Regions from separate parts of the Mus musculus genome. Here region 2 is linked to region 1. A link is a contact called in public Hi-C data. All regions are on one chromosome and are shown on one strand. The core of a region is the stretch at or near the end of the contact, and the rest is flanking DNA. Distances in the headings are between cores, read along the strand shown.

What was found. A called contact is a pair of places that touch in the nucleus more often than the background predicts.
Region 2: a contact with region 1 is called in a Hi-C map of rod photoreceptor, with 1.9 times the contacts expected there. The contact joins two enhancer-like sites. A contact is called at or near these places in 2 of 15 datasets of contacts at CTCF or cohesin (large pre-B cells and pro-B cells), 15 of 484 Hi-C or Micro-C datasets (CD4 T cells, CD8 T cells, the HPC-5 cell line and 11 more) and 3 of 9 other capture datasets (adipose tissue, liver and pancreatic islet).

Annotation. Positions count from the first base shown.
Region 1 is chr1:178,240,979-178,243,678 of GRCm38.p6, forward strand. It overlaps Desi2 (desumoylating isopeptidase 2), which reads left to right. Exons shown (of 5, transcript NM_024282.3): 3 at 1,634-1,727. Among named protein-coding and RNA genes, the nearest start is that of Desi2, 55 kb to the left of the region's middle. Within about 2 kb of position 1,298, at least 8 of the 459 cell types and tissues checked have an H3K27ac peak or open chromatin away from gene starts, as enhancers often do. A contact at or near this core is called in rod photoreceptor, where this site is marked.
Region 2 is chr1:178,447,293-178,449,992 of GRCm38.p6, forward strand. The region is part of intron 2 of Efcab2 (EF-hand calcium binding domain 2); the gene reads left to right. Among named protein-coding and RNA genes, the nearest start is that of Efcab2, 43 kb to the left of the region's middle. Within about 2 kb of position 1,334, at least 67 of the 459 cell types and tissues checked have an H3K27ac peak or open chromatin away from gene starts, as enhancers often do. A contact at or near this core is called in rod photoreceptor, where this site is marked.

The DNA of each region.
Region 1 (2,700 bases), core at 48-2,547:
GGCTATACAGAGAAACCCTGTCTCGAAAAACCAAAAAAAAAAAAAAAAAAAGAGTACTTCCTGCTATTCCAGAAAACCGTGTGGAGATGGAGGACTCCAGTTAGTAACTAACTGGGACTCTAGCTCCAGAAGAACCCATTGTCTTCTTCTGGCCTCTGCAGGTATTAGCACATATCCAGTGGCATATACATCTAGATATACACACACACACATATTCAAGTAAAATTTAAATGAGAAAAACTAAACCTCATCTACCTTGTTCTTTCCTATGTTTTGTCTTAAAACTTAAGACTATATATTTAACAAATCTATCCATTTATTTAAGTATTTTGAGACAATCTTGCTATGAAGCTCTGACCCATCTGAAACTCACATTGTAGACCAAACTGTCTTCAAGCTTTAGTAATCCTCCTGCCTCTACTTCTCTAGCACTGAAGTTATAGGCATGTACCAACATGTCTAGTTATTTAGTAAACCTTAAATGATAGGGTTAATTTAAGCATTTATTTGGAATTGCTTATTCTACTAAGATTTTAATACTTAATATCTAAATGAGATACCAGAATTGAAGCCAAAAATTTTGGTTCTTTCCTGATTTGAAACTATCTGCATTTATGTTGTAGATGTGCATATAAGTACATGTATTTATTTAGCCAGAAGTACCTGTATTAGGAGAACGTACAGATAGTGCCCTCCTAGTATAAGACTTGTTGTGAAGAATATGGGGGTGGCTGTGTAATAGTAGTTGGCATCTTACTGTGTTTCAGATTTGATGTTTATTTTGTTTCAGAGTCCTGGTTTATATATATAGTTCAGACTTGCCTTGGAACTCACTAGGAGCCGCCCAGTCTAGCCTAGAACTCAACGATCTTCCTGCCTCCTGAGAGCTAAGAATACAGACATACACACTATGCTTGGTGCAGTAGTGTTTTCACTCCTAACTCGGTGTACATCCTAGTCTTCCAGGTTGGGTAGATGCATGCAGCCCAATGCAGAGCACACCAAAAACAAAACAACACTCATCTCAGTTTCTCCAGTAAGTATAGTGGCCAGGTGCTGAGCTGCTGGCCTCCTGGTATGATGGCACCACAGAAAGAAATCACTTTTGAGCTGGTCACTCTCCTAGGCTCAGAGCAGTATACAGAGCAGTCACAAGCATTTTGAAGTGTCTGTAAGTGTTAGCATTTTAAAGACAGATAATCTGGGGCTGGTGAGATGGCTCAGCAGTTAGGAGCACTGGCTGCTCTTCTAGAGGCCATGAGTTCATTTCCCAGCAACCACATGGTGGCTCACAACCATCTATAATGAGATCTGGTGCCCTCTTCTGGCCTGCAGGCATACATTCAGGTAGAACACTGCATATATAACTTTAAAATATGATATGATGCCCTCTTCAGGCAGGCAGATGTATATGCAGCAGAGCACTAATTCATTAAATAAAGTTTAAAAAAAAAAATAATAATAATATGTATGAGTCTGTATGAGTTATACATAAACAGGACTTTGCAAAAAGCACTGTATATGCTGAAAAATATTCAAGTTATATTATTTTTGTAGTATTTTAAGGCTGATTTAGCATTCTGATTACATTTTATGCAATACATACTAAAAATTTTGCCTTGTATCTTTTCAGAGTTTGCTTATGGTGGCCATCCATATCCTTTTTCTGGAATATTTGAAATTTCCCCAGGAAATGCTTCTGAGCTAGGAGAAACATTTAAATTTAAGTAAGTAGGAGGGTAATTTCTATTACACTGTAGTAGGCGGCAGAGCTTGTTTGGGGTATAAAGAATTCAGCCTGGTCTACAGAGTGAGTTCCAGGACAGCCAGGGCTATACAGAGAAACCCTGTCTCGAAAAACCAAAAAAATAAAATAAAAAATAAAAATTTAGAAAATTGGGCTGAGGGCTGGTGAGATGGCTCAGTGGGTTAGAGCACCCGACTGCTCTTCCGAAGGTGCAGAGTTCAAATCCCAGCAACCACATGGTGGCTCACAACCATCCTTAACAAGATCTGACCCCCTCTTCTGGAGTGTCTGAAGACAGCTACAATGTACTTACATATAATAAATAAATAAATAAATAAATAAATAAATAAATAAATAAATAAAAGAAAATTGGGCTGAAAAGATGGCTCAGAGGTTAAAAGCACTAACTGCTCTACCAGAGATCAATTCCCAGTAACCACATGGTAGCTTATAACCATCTGTCATGGGATCTGATGCCCTCATCTGGGGTGTCTGAAGACAGCACCAATATACTCAACATATATAAAAATAAATAAATCTTCAAAAAAATTTAGAAAATTAAATATCTTAAATTTGGTTTAATGACTGATACTTTGTTTTTAAATTAAATTGAACTGAGTTATATAAAAATGGAAACTCAAATAATGTCTGAAAAAGCTTGTCTTACTTTTGTTCAGGATCTCTAAGTTGTTTTTTGTCTGCTTTTCAAATATAGTTGTCTTTGTTTAGCTTACATTCTGCCTTAGGAAACCCCTTGCCTAATGATCTCCTGCCTAGGCTCCCTATTTCAGAGGGAGAATAGACAAGGTGGAATTTTTATTATGACCTACTATAAAATCTCTTTCCCCAATGAAAGAAACACTTGTAAATTCAAAATAACTGAACTGTTTATCCTGGAAACTACTATCAATAGCATCAGTGTCGTGGAAACCCTGAACCAACAGGGTGTCCTG
Region 2 (2,700 bases), core at 84-2,583, 210 kb after region 1:
GAAAGAAAACTAAATATCTAGAGAACCCAGAAGAACTGATAAGAAAACTATTGCAAAGAAAAATGAATTTTAGTAAAGTAGCAAGATTCTTATACAGAAGGCTGGTGACATGGTTCAACAGGGAGAAACACTTGTGTGTAGTAGCCCTGACAACCTGAGAGAAATCTTTGGGTCCCACAGAGTGGCCAGAGAGACCAGACCCCTGGGTTGTCTGTCTTCCAACCTCTTCCTCCTAGCTATGGCAGTATCTCCAGTTTTAGTCTTGCACTAATTTACATTCCCATCAATAGTCTGTTCGTCTCCCTCCCGTCCCCTCCCCTCCCCTCCCCTCCCCTCCCCTCCCCTCCCCTCCCCTCCCCTCCCCTCCCCTCCCCTCCCCTCCCCTCCCTTCCCCTTCCCTCCCCTCCCCTCCCCAGCATTTGTACTTTTCAGTGTTTTGTTAATTGCCATTCTGAGGGGTGAGGTGATATCTCATTGTGGTTTGGCTTTACAGTTCCCTAGTAAGCAGTGACACTGGACATATTTTCATGTTTGTCTGTCGACCATTTGTATATCTCATCTTAGAAAATGTCTGTTCAGATCATTAGCTTTTTTTTTAATCCAGAGACTTTTTAGTTGTTCAAACCCATCATATTTTCTAGATATTAATCCCTTTTCAGATACATCATTTACAAATATTTCCTCTATTCTATATTCGTCTCTTCATCTGTCGTCTCTTTCTTTGGTGCAGAAAGTCTCAGTTTGGCATAATTCCATTTGCCTATCACTGCTTTTGTTGGCTGTGCTTTTGAGATCTTAACTACCACCACCAATAACAGCAACAACAACAATGAAGACGCAAATTATTGCCTGTACTGGACTTGAAGTGTTTCAAAATCTTAGTATCTGCTAGCTCAAAATGTGAGTTTATCTGCAAGTCAGGTGTTTACAGAGATGATTGGATTTAAAACCGGTGCTGAGAGAGAGGCCTAATTGCTCTCTCTGGCTCTCTCACCCTGTGCATGCCAGGCAGGTGGCTTACCACTGGCTTATACCAGGAGAGATGCCAGGGTGTCTGTGTTCAGAGGGATGCCCCGTTAGGACATAGCAAGGGCTCTCTCTGCAAGTTAAGCTGGGAGGCTTTGGGGTGAAACCAGATTTCCAGCCCTCAGAGCCGTGAGAAAAGAAGTTGCTGACAGTGTTTATCTTCCATGCCCTACCCCCACACCGTGTGATACTTTCTCAAGGTAGCTTCAGCAAGCTAATACAGGCACAAAAGCAGCAATGATGATGCGGTTTCTTCAGAGCCCTTATCACTGACTAAAATTAGCTTGTGCTCAGTTATGTTTGTGCTCTGTTCCTCCCAGTAGTAAGCTCCAAGGCGAGAACAGGGGCTCGTCCTTCTCATCCCCACAGCAGTCACAGCACTGAGCAAAAGTAGCTGTGTCATTAACTTACTGATTCTGTCTCTGCAGTGTCCGGGTTTTTACAGAGCCAGCGCTCTTTTTGGGACTGTAACTTCTAGCACAGAGACTAAGAAGAAATAGCTTTGCAGCAAATAAGAGGCAGAAACTCCTTGTTCTTCTCTTTTACAGGCTCTTCAGTTGATTAGGAAGGCCTTTGAGGCCATTTTGGAACAGAAAATCTGCCCTTGTTTTAGATTTATTTTATTATTTGGTTTTAAAATAACTTGGATCTAGGAAAAATGCCCTCATAGGGGAAGAAGGCAGGGTCTTCGTTTTGTTCTCTACTCTTCTGTAAGTACCCGGCATAGCAGTCTTCAGTAAATGTTTGTTAAATGAATGGGAACCCATTTTCCAAAATTCTGCTTTGTTCTAGAAATTTCCAAATTGTGTTTTGCTTACTGATACTTAGTGTAACAGCAGTTATATTATAGAGGGTAAACGGTTTTGCACCTTTTGCCCCTCATAATTGCATCAGATGCCCTCTGTCTGTTCTCACTGGGGATGGGCGGGGTGGGGGGGTGGGGGGTGGTGGTGGTGGTGGTGGTGGTGGTGGTGTGTGCATCAGATGTCCCTGGTCTGTCCTCTCTGTTGTTTGTGACCTTGACTGCCCTTATGGATGACTCAGTCTAGCTCAGTGGCTCTGCTGCCACCCCGTGTCAGCAGTGGGGTACTACACCCACTGAATGTCCATCAGGAACCCATCCCATTCTTCTGTTGGGTTGCTCTTCATGACCTGTTTGTCTAAGTGACATTTCTTTCTGAATGGTATACATGAAGAAATAAATTCTTCTGTTTAAAAGCCTTTAGAGCTGGTTTGTATTTATCAATATAAGGAATCTATGCATTTGAATAAAATACATGAAAGTTTCCATATTTTAAAACATTTATATAAAATAGTTGTTTCATTTGTCAGTTTATTAAAAATCCCATAAACGATTTATAGAGAAGAAAATAATATTTTAAAAAGCTTTAAAAAATTTAAATAAGACTTTTGTTGATTTCTGCTTTATTTGCATAGTAGATTACTAAGTGAGTTGGTTCTAACCACTCTAGTCAATGGAGGAAATTAACTTGTCTACAGGCTCCTGCATCAGCTGTTTGAAATAGCAGTAGCCACAATATCAGTGACTGATGTGCAGAAGCCAGTTTAGAAAAGCGTTCTGAAACCATTGTTAAAAACTAGCTGATATTAAAATCATTTTAACTTGTTTTAAAGAGGTCAGGCAGTAGAGACGGCTCAGCAGTTAAGGGCACT